Regions from separate parts of the Mus musculus genome. Here all the other regions are linked to region 3. A link is a contact called in public HiChIP or PLAC-seq data. All regions are on one chromosome and are shown on one strand. Each heading gives the region's core, a stretch centred on a gene start, on an enhancer-like site or on the middle of the called end of the contact. The rest is flanking DNA. Distances are from core to core; before and after follow the strand shown. Region 1 has its middle 42 kb from the start of Gm40931. Region 2 has its middle 25 kb from the start of Jarid2. Region 3 has its middle 9.5 kb from the start of Gm33958.

Region 1 (3,168 bases), core at 141-2,640, 270 kb after region 3:
CCTCCACCAGAGAACGCAGTCCACCTGCTCCTAGTTTTTCTGTGTGTCTGTCCGTTTGTCCTTTTATCATTCTCTCAGGTGCCCAGTCAGGTCCATTCCTGGAGCCATGCAAAGACATGATACCTTCCCTCCCCACCTCCAACCCCAGACTGCTCTCAGGCTATTTACTCTACTCCTTCTTCCTCTGCCTTCCAAGTGTGAGCATCACAGATGTGAGCCACCATGTCTGGTGCTCTTTCTTTCCTTTTCATATAGTTCCTTTCACTATTCAATACACAGAATCTTTCCTTTAAAAAAAAAAAGACTTATTTATTTTATTTATATGAGTACACTGTAGTTGTCTCCCGACACACACCAGAACAGGGCATCGGATCCCATTACAGTTGGTTGTGAGCCACCATGTGGTTGTGGTTGCTAGGAACTGAACTCAGGACCTCTGGAAGAGCAGTCAGTTCCACAGAATCTTTTTTAGGAAACACAATTTTGTGGAAGTTTTAAAAGGAAGTATGAGTCACAGAGAGAGAGAGAGAGACAGAGAGAGGGAGAGAGAAAGTTTGTGTGTGTGTGTGTGTGTGTGTGTGTGTGCTCACGCGCACGTGTTGTGTCTCCTGTAAGAAAGAATGTGTTTGAGGGTGAACAGCCTATGCATTTAGGGGAACAGAAGTCCACACAACACCAGATGCCGTCTTCTCTCTCATCTTTCCATAAACAAACAAAAACAGCTGGGATTAAAGGCATGTGCCAGACTTATTGTTATTTTTTAAGGTTTATTTTATTTTTAATTATGTTTATTTCTACATGAGTGCAGTTCCCTGAGGATGCTAAAAGAGGGGTGTGAAGTCCCCTGGAGCTAGAATTACAGTTGGGAACTGCCCAACTTGGGAGTTGGGAATTGTCTTCTGTGAGAGCAGGACTTGCTCTTAATCCTTGATCCATCTCCAGACCTATCAACTACTTCTCAGCCCTGGTTATTCCTCCAAGGCACCCAGCTTTCTTGGTGGTGGGGAAACAGAATCTCATAATGTAGCCCTGGTTGCCCTGGAACTCTTTCTGAAGACCATACTGGCCTTGAACTCAGAGTTAGGTGTGGAGAACTTTGTGGGCTGAGGCTAGGAATTTGACCTTGGGCCAGGACGAGGAAGTAAGTAGGCTCAGGCAAGAATTTGACTTTGGGCTAGGACAAGGAAGTAGACTCCAGATCTTGATGATCTTGATAAGTTCCGGAATACCTAGGGACTTGGTTTATTGCCTTATTCCTTGACCTAGAACTGACCTTATTCTTTGCATGTACTTAGAAAGTCATAAAAGCAGGCTGGAGAAAGATAAACCCGCTCCAGCCTCAGCAGTGGCTGGAGTCATGCTGTCCAATTGTCTTTTTCTTTTCAACCCTTGCTCCCTCCCTTGAGACCTGGTTGGCTGACTGAGCTGACTTGGTCAGACAAGAATGCCTCAGATTTTAGTCTTGCTGAGATTAAAATCAAACCCTCACACCCAGCATTTTCCTGGGTGTTGGAGATCTGAACTCAGGTTGTAAAGCTTACTCAACAAGTCCTTTCTTTACCTAATGAGCCACCTCCCCAGCCTCCTAGGAAAGGTTTTTTTCTTTTTTGCAAGCAAATACTCTGTACTTATAAATGCCACATTTGTTTCTTCAAGGTTGTCTATAAACAAATCTGGCAATTTCTTTTCTTTCTTTTTTTTAATGTATCTTTATTTAATGTGCATTGGTGTTTTACCTTCATGAACGGCTGTGTGAGGGTGTCAGATTTTGGAGTTACTAGGAGGTGTAAGCTGCTATGTGGGTGCTGGTAGTTGAAGCCGGGTCCTCTGGAAGAGTAGTCAGTGCTCTTAACCACTGAACCATCTCCGGGCCAGCGATTTCTTTCTTTTTTTGGTTTTTCGAGACAGGGTTTCTCTGTGTAACCCTGGCTGTCCTGGAACTCACTCTGTAGACCAGGCTGGCCTGGAACTCAGAAATTTGCCTGCCTCTGCCTCCCAAGTGCTGGGATTAAAGAAGTGTACCACCACTGCCTGGCACAATTTCTTTTTCTGTAATAAAAAAATAAAAAAAATAAAAGTTTTTTTTCTTCTGCTTTGACCCGTCCAGCAGGTCCAGTTATTCAAGGGTCTCGAGGGGACCTTCTCCTAAGAACCAAATGGGGGGTAGAGAGAGACGAGGGTCTTGTGCGAATAACGACACGGAAACGTCCTGAATTGTGTCAGACCCCAAATATATTAGCCAGGCCGAGGTTTAAATGCACAAGCAAAAGGGGAAGTGCCTTTCAGCAGGAGGAATGGGGCAGAGGAAATGCACCTCAGCAGGAGGGATGGGGCAGCGGAAAATTTTCTTTTGGCGACTACAAGGGGAAGCAGGAACTTGGCGGTATCAGGGTACATCTTGAGGTCAGGACATCCAGAGCTGACTTAGGGCTGGAACAATCTGTGGTTGTTCTTGGAGCGGTGTGTCCGGTGGCCTGCTTTTGACCCCCTTTTCTTCTGGGGGGGGGGGGAGAGGCCCAATTCAGAGATCAGGACAATTGTGTTGTCTTAATAGCTCCCAACACTGCTTCTTTGTTGCTGTTGTTTGGTTTTTTTTTTTTTCCTTCCTTCCTTCCCTCTTCCTTTGTTTTAGAGAAAGGGTCCTTGGAACTTGCCATATACAAAAGACTTCCCTCAAAGCTATAGAAACCCACCTTCCAGCCGGGCGTGGTGGCGCATGCCTTTAATCCCAGCACTTGGGAGGCAGAGGCAGGCGGATTTCTGAGTTCGAGGCCAGCCTGGTCTACAAAGTGAGTTCCAGGACAGCCAGGGCTACACAGAGAAATCCTGTCTCGAAAAACCAAAAAAAAAAAAAAAAAAAGAAAAGAAAGAAACCCACCTTCCTCTGTCTCCTGAGTGTTAGGAATAAGTAAAGGTATATACCACCATGCTCAGCTTTAATTTTTTTTTTAATATTTCTTTATCTTGTGTGTAGATAGATGTGTTCTGGTGTACATGTGGGCCTGCCTAGGCACACGTAGATGTCAGAGGACAACTTGAAGGAATACTTCTCTTTTTGTACAACTTTGTGGGTGATCCCAAATACCAACACACCTTTACCTGCTGAGCCATCCACCCATTTTTACTTCTTCCTTTTCCACACCTCTCTTTAAAAAGACAAAACATTAT
Region 2 (3,514 bases), core at 21-2,520, 300 kb after region 3:
TTTATTTTCTCTTTCATGCAATGAATCATAATTAATAATGGCCAGAGGGTGAGGAATTACAGTCATGCCTTATTACTAAAGATGAGTCTTCACCCTTAACTTCGCCGATGATGACGGTGGTGAGGAAGCATTTCGTCAATCGGAGGCGCAGGTTTTCCACCCCGCATCTCCAGAGAAGGGCCAGCGCAAGGCAGCTGAGAGTGCAGAGGAGGGGTGGCTGTTAGTCACTGTGTCGTGCTCCTGCACCCCCACTGAACTGGTGATTCAACTTCTGAGTTCAGAAATCTTTCCTTTTCTAGTTTGTTTTGCAATTTGAGATGGGGTGTGTTTGTGTGTGGGGGTAGTGTCTCATCTGACATGTGATGGTCTTGAACTTGTGTAGCTGAGATTGACTTCCAATTCTTGACCCTATCCATTGTGTTTTATAAGAAAGGGAGGAGGGGGATTGGAGAAGAGACAGAGAGGAGAGAAGGAAGGAGGATAAATGAGGGAGGAGGGAGCAAGCAGCCCTTTTTATAGTCAGGCATTCCCGGCTGTTGCCAGGTAACTGTGGGGCGGAGCCTAGATAACACTATCACGTCCACCTCTCACCTTACAGACCTGTACCATCATGGTTGCCTTGGCCTGAGAAGAAATCTGCTTAACATGCTATAGAGATGCACAAATCAATATAAGGTATTTGCGTAGGGAAGTGGGTAGGAGGTTGAGACGTTGGAAGGAGCAAGTGGGTGAGGTGGAGTAAATTAAAACCTGGGGGGCGGGGACTGGGAAGGGGGCAGCAATCGGATGTAAAGTGAATAAATATATAGATAATGAAACGAGGCTAAAAGGAGGGATGCACTGAGTTCTTTGCTATCCTGGGCTAACAAAACATAGATAAGATACATCTTAAAAATTAAAAACACATGGGCTGAAGAGATGGCTCGGTGGTTAAGAGCACCGACTGCTCTTTCGAAGGTCCTGAGTTCAAATCCCAGCAACCACATGGTGGCTCACAACCATCCGTAATGAGATCTGACACCCTCTTCTGGTGCATCTGAAGACAGTTACAGTGTACTTAGATATAATAATAAATAAATCTTTAAAAAATGTAAAAACACATACCGTGAATTTCAAAGCATGGGAAGGGAAAGAAATATTCCTTGCTCAGAAAAAGACAGATGCAGGAAAAGGAAATGTGGGGGTGGGGCGAGATCGAGTCAGCAATTTCTCCTACCACTGACTGTGGCCTCCTACTCTTCCTTTTGGTTTGAGAACTTGAGTCTTCGTCCCCACAAGTGCTAATGAGGCCTATTCTTTCGAGGGAGTCAGGCTCCGCCTGGCTCCTTTCCTAACCGGGAGCGGTGGATTGTTAAATCTAATAAGCATATGCACATTTGTCCCAAGAACAAATAGCTGTGACCTGCAAGGAAAATAAAATATTAAGTGCTTAACATCTTACTATAAAGAGCTGTGTAACGTCAACTCTGGTGGGATTCGATAGTCTATCGCTTGATTCCCTTTCAACTCTTTGCCCTTGGAGAATTTTGTTTGGCTTCTTCCTCTCCATCACCCACCCCGCTAAAAGGGACCTTAGAGGAGGATCCCGAAACCAACCTCCTTTCTCTCTTTAATCACCGCTATCCAAATGGTAAGTGCCTTTATTTGCATTTGAAGGAAAAATTCAAAGAATTGTATTGGAATGAGGAAGTCCCAAACATCCTGACCTTACAAAGGCCAAGGAAGGCAAAGTCCAGGGACCACAGACTGAAAAACAAGGCAAAAGTGAATATGGGAAAACAAACAAGCCAAACAACAACAACCAATGGCCGGCCGGCTGCTCAGTCTTCCTGTCTGGCTTGACCTTTTGGAAAGTGGAGACTAGGTGTCAAGTGGCCTCCAGTCTCCACTTCCCATGTGCTAAGATCACCTGTGTGCGCGCCTTTTGGAGTCTCCTTGTAGCCGGCCGGCTAACCTTACAGCCACCAAGTCTGGTTTTTAGAGTAACAGTGCTCCCCCCCCCCCATCCCCGTCCCCAAATCCAAAACATTTCCCTCCACAGCCTCGGAAAGGCTGGATGACTGGTGAACACTCCACTGCCCCACTCACAGCTCACAAATAATTTCTTGGTCCCTTCTGTCTGCTGATTGTAGGAGAATATGCAAGACACTAGAGGACGAACCAATAATCCGGCAAGGAAGCAGATGCACAGGATACTATAATAGAGCGCCTGAATCTTAGAATGAGCCTGACATGTACATTGCAGAAACTAGCTGGTTTCAGAATGGATTGGGCCTGGAGGTGGTGGAGTATAAGCTTTTAATCTCATTTCTCTGGAGCCAGAGACAGGCTGATACCAAGGAGTTTGAGGCTGGCCTCATCTACATAGCCAGTTCCAGGCCAGGGTAACCAAGAGAGACCTGGGGGTGGGGTGGAGGGTGGGGAAGGAGGGAGGAAGAAACCTCAGATGGGATTGAGGTAAAGTATGAATGGTCAAAACTGAGAGTAAGAGGTTAGAGGTGAGGGGGGTCTGGAAGGAGCTGGGGGGTCGGGAGTGAACATGATCAAAGTTTTAAAATTTGCAAAAAATAAAATTTAAAAAAAACACAAAAAAGAAGAGTGTCTGCTGGGGGAGGGGGTGTGCACACCTTTAATCCCACCCAGTACTTGAGAGGCAGAGGGAGTAGATTTTCTGTAAATTCAAGGCCAGCAAGGAGATTCTGTGAGATCCTGTCTCAAAAGGCACACGAGCTCGAGAGCGCGCGCGCACACACACACACTCACACACACACACACACACACACACACACACGTTTGGTTTTTTGTTTTTTGTTTTAAATACCAAGTTAATACCCACACAAAGAAAGTACAGACTGTACCACTGTGTAGCCAAGCAGAAACTCGGTGGCTGAAAGCATCAGCAGCCATTTATTGTTCATGATTATGCAATGGGGCAGGGACGGCTCTTCTTCCCCCCACGCAGGGTGAGTTAAGTGTCCTGACAGGAATGAGGGAGTCTGGGTTTAGGATATTCCTTAGTACCCCACTCACTTGTCTGGTGCCTTAGTGATTATAACTACTGTCTGGGGGGCGCTGGTTGGTTCTTCCCTCTCCTCATGTGACTTCGTATTAGGCAGTAAATCCACCAGAACTTGCACACAAAGAGGGAAACAGACACTGGATCTCTTACGGCCTGGACTTGGAGGTCCCAGAATGTCACTTCCACAGGTTCTGTGGATAAAAGCAAATTACAGGCCCAGGGTCAAAAGCAAGGCCCACAGACTGCACCTGTCTCCAGGGAGAGTCGCCTGCCCTGCCGCAGTCGCTTTGGCAGGCACACAAGCAGACAAGAGCAGTCTTTCTTCTCTGTAGAAAAGGGAAGGCAGCTGCTAGGCAGAAGCAAGGGTGCAGAAAGAACAGATTTGGAGGGCACTCCCATGGGACAGGCAAGAGCTGAAGGTCTAGGCTATCGGAAGGACAGGGTGGTGTGGTAAATGAGAACATTCCAGAATGTTCTACCTGGTTCCTGGTTTAC
Region 3 (3,373 bases), core at 334-2,833:
GGATTATTTTCCTTTGAAAAATAACCATCGTTGCTCAGAATCAGACATAACACAGGATCTGCCTGGCTCCATTTTTTGCTTGTGATTCTGACTGGAGCAAAGACCAAACAAAGAATTTTCCTAGAGAGCAGGGGAGACAGAAACACCTAGAAACCTGCTCTCAAAGCAGCCTTTCTTGTTCCGCTGCAGACCACCATGGACGTTATGCAGCATTCTACCTTTCTGCATCCATATTGAGTATGATCAACAGCAGTTGATACCTAAGGTTGCCTCAAAGATAAATAAATAAATAAACAAAAATATGAGAAAGAGGCAATGGACACAAAAAGAATATAATAGGTCAGACCCAACTGTTATTAAACAGAACACATCAAAACAAAAAATGAGAAACCATTTGGGTTTCTTAATAACTGGCCTTTTCTAGCCAAGGACAAAGAAAGGGTTCTAGTTGGCTGGGGAAGTCAGTACCTTTTGAAAGTCTGGAGAGATCTTGCACTAGGGGAAAGCAGTGTAGATATGCAAATGTTCCATTCAAATGCAGCCTGAATATGAGGTAATTCAGTGGACAGAACTACTTTCAAGCCCCCTCTCCAGCTTAGAACTGGTCCAGACCTAACATAGCTTTATCTCCCACAGCCCACACCAAGATAATTCAAGTTGAAAGTCCATTGACAGCGCTTAGGTAGGAGAGCTTGTGGGTTCTGAAGTCTGGAATTCTCATGTAAGACTGTACGCTCTGAGACTGGAGCTCCTGGGTGGTCTCTGCGCTCCCGATGAGACTAATGGACCGATTATGCCATCCCAGAAGTTCTCCCAGTGCATCCTTTATCTTCCTTTTCCTTAGGAGTAGTTCAGAGCTTTCTTCCCCGAAGTGACCTCTGGCAGCCTCTGTGCTGATATCAACTCACATTCCCAGTGAGTGAAAGGATTAACTCAAGGTCACCAAGCAGATAGAAGGTTGAGGCTTGGGTAACACTAATGACTAACCTTGTGTGTCTTATCATTCATGGTCCTATTTATCTCAACCTGTGGATTCCTAGGATATTGCACGCGCGCGCACACACACACACACACACACACACACACACAAAGCCAAACAGGCCCTTCCTGAGAGCATTCAAGGTTGTCCCTGGTGGAGTTCACTCATCTGGAATTATCAAAGGATCTAGCACAGTGGTTAAGATTTAAAAAAAAAAAGTCCCAAGTCTAACAGCTCAGGTTTCTAACCAGGCACCCACTGGATTCCTGGAACCGTGTGGTTGGGAAACTATATATAAACTTCGGAGTTACTGCCTCTCAGGAATGTGAAATCCCATCAACCTCAGCTTTTGGCTAACCCCAAACCTCAGGGATTAAGTCCCCATGGACACACAGGTGTACTTTGCTCCAAAGAGCCCTTCAAAACCTCACCAGAGTTCTCAGCTCTCTTTGGAAATTAACAACCCCGGGTCCAGCGCCCACCGCTCAATTTAGCAATCAGTTTGTGCCTGTAGAAATGCAAACAAGACAGACTCCTGCTCCTCCCGGGCCAAGCTCCGGGCTAGAGAGCCACTGCCAGGCGGCTCCCAGGGGAGATTTCAAGAGGACTTTGCTCAGGTTTGGCATATGCTTCCTGTCCAGACCAGAACAGAGAGTTCCCATCTAGCAGCTGTGAACTCTGACTCACCTGCCTGCAGGAGAATTTCTCCATGTGACAGAGTATTTAACAAGGGCCTAAGGAGCAGGCGTGTTCTGCCGGAGTCTCTGAAGCAAGAGGACAGCTGTGCTCGGGAAGGAGCAGGCGTTGAAGATAGGAGTCTGTGCTAATCTGGAGCTCCCATCTTCTATTGTCTTCTCCCCCCTCACCCTCAGACAAACCCCAGGGTCTGGTGCTCAATTTCTCTTGAGCTAGGGTCCCTAGAGGTGGTCACACCCATACTCACTTTGTGCACTGCCTGTAGGTGTTCACATTCACTGTCCTTTCTGTTGCTTTTAAAAACCATTTACTGTATCTAGGGCTTGGCTTTTGCCGGCAGCCAATGTCACCTTGGTTGTATATACGCACGCTTGAGGTACATTTGTGAATCACTCAGCCATCACCAAAGAAACGTCTTCTCGTGGTAAATGGGACTTAACAGAGAGATCCACCACTGGACAAGGCGCAGAGGATGAGAGACTTTGGAGCACCCAGTCCTACATGGTATGCTCTATCAAACCCTTTCCCTCCACGCTCGGGGATCAACGCGGAAGAGGAACAGAAAGATTTTAAGAGCCAAAGGTAGAGGAAGACTCTAAAGAAACAGTGTCTGCCAGACGCAACAGGACCAATAGGAACTCACAGAGACTGTGGCAGAAGACCCAAAACCTGCACGTGTTCAAATCAGACAAAATGGCCGCCCTGAGAGCAGAAGTGGACACAGGGTCCCACCTCTAACTGAGAAGCTCTTTGTAACTGAGAACTCCTGGGAGAGGGGAAATCTGCTTGCTACAGTGGAGTGGCCCTGGGTTTATCAACCACACTCAGACAGGCTCTATGCCCAGGAAGCAGTTGGCCAACACAAAACAGACTCCATGTTGTTGGTTTGGGGGTGGCAGGGGGAGCTTCTTGCTTTCTTTTGTTCTGTCTTTTTGCCCCCCCCCCCGCCACGCCCTTTGTTTTAATTTTGTTGAGAGAGAGAGTAAGAAGGAGAGAAGGGAGGGAGGGAGAGAGAAGCTGTGAGCTAGTTAGGGGAGGGGGAAAGACATGATACATTATGAAAAAAAGCAATTCCTTTAAGTGCCCATGAGACCTTGTGGGTAAAAGGCTCCCATAGAACTAAGAAAGAATGCAGGGAGGTGGCAGATACTGTGCAATCCCTTGGGCTCAGAGGCTGTGGAGTGGCTGTACCACCCATAGAGTCACTTGGAATCTCAGTAGCACTCAGAACAGAATGGGTGATAGAACCCTAGAGCCCAGTGGCCAAAGGGAACCAATCCCATTTCAACGTCTGCCCTTATGAAATAAGCAGTTGCTTGAAGACTCTTACAAAATGGTTGCTGAGAATGCAAAGAAGTGAGTTGGAACCTCCCCCTTGGCCATTGCCCTCCCAGAATCGTGCTGCCAGGAGGCTGTGTTGGCTCCTTAAGGCCATGGCCACACCTGGAGTGTCAGTCACGCCTGTGAGCACCTCTATTATCTTCTTATTCCTATGAGGTAGAAAGCCTGGTGATGACATTCATGCGCACTGGAGTCCCTGGGCCCCATTCACCCCATCTACCCTTCCCTACACCTGAATTTCAAAGCTCCCCTCTAGCCTCCTATCTTCTACAACCTAGCTTCTCCCTCTGCTAAGATCCCATCTGTCTTCTTGTGCAGTTAGTTTCTCCAGCTCGAAACATAGCCTCTTGGAGAGGA

The links. HiChIP or PLAC-seq counts read pairs in DNA pulled down with a chosen protein or histone mark.
Region 1: a contact with region 3 is called in an H3K27ac HiChIP or PLAC-seq map of embryonic stem cells, with 6 read pairs. The contact joins two enhancer-like sites. A contact is called at or near these places in 7 of 484 Hi-C or Micro-C datasets (bone marrow-derived macrophages, brain, cerebellar granule neurons and 2 more), 4 of 115 datasets of contacts at active chromatin or transcription factors (CD8 T cells, acute myeloid leukemia, bone marrow-derived macrophages and 1 more) and 1 of 9 other capture datasets (embryonic stem cells).
Region 2: a contact with region 3 is called in an H3K27ac HiChIP or PLAC-seq map of embryonic stem cells, with 4 times the contacts expected there. The contact joins two enhancer-like sites. A contact is called at or near these places in 2 of 484 Hi-C or Micro-C datasets (bone marrow-derived macrophages and granulosa cells), 7 of 115 datasets of contacts at active chromatin or transcription factors (bone marrow-derived macrophages, embryonic basal ganglia, embryonic stem cells and 1 more) and 1 of 9 other capture datasets (embryonic stem cells).

The regions. Positions count from the first base shown.
Region 1 is chr13:44,677,056-44,680,223 of GRCm38.p6, forward strand. No RefSeq gene overlaps it. Among named protein-coding and RNA genes, the nearest start is that of Gm40931, 42 kb to the left of the region's middle. Within about 2 kb of position 1,391, at least 15 of the 459 cell types and tissues checked have an H3K27ac peak or open chromatin away from gene starts, as enhancers often do. A contact at or near this core is called in embryonic stem cells, where this site is marked.
Region 2 is chr13:44,704,026-44,707,539 of GRCm38.p6, forward strand. No RefSeq gene overlaps it. Among named protein-coding and RNA genes, the nearest start is that of Jarid2, 25 kb to the right of the region's middle. Within about 2 kb of position 1,271, at least 29 of the 459 cell types and tissues checked have an H3K27ac peak or open chromatin away from gene starts, as enhancers often do. A contact at or near this core is called in embryonic stem cells and kidney, where this site is marked.
Region 3 is chr13:44,407,983-44,411,355 of GRCm38.p6, forward strand. No RefSeq gene overlaps it. Among named protein-coding and RNA genes, the nearest start is that of Gm33958, 9.5 kb to the left of the region's middle. Within about 2 kb of position 1,584, at least 70 of the 459 cell types and tissues checked have an H3K27ac peak or open chromatin away from gene starts, as enhancers often do. A contact at or near this core is called in embryonic stem cells and kidney, where this site is marked.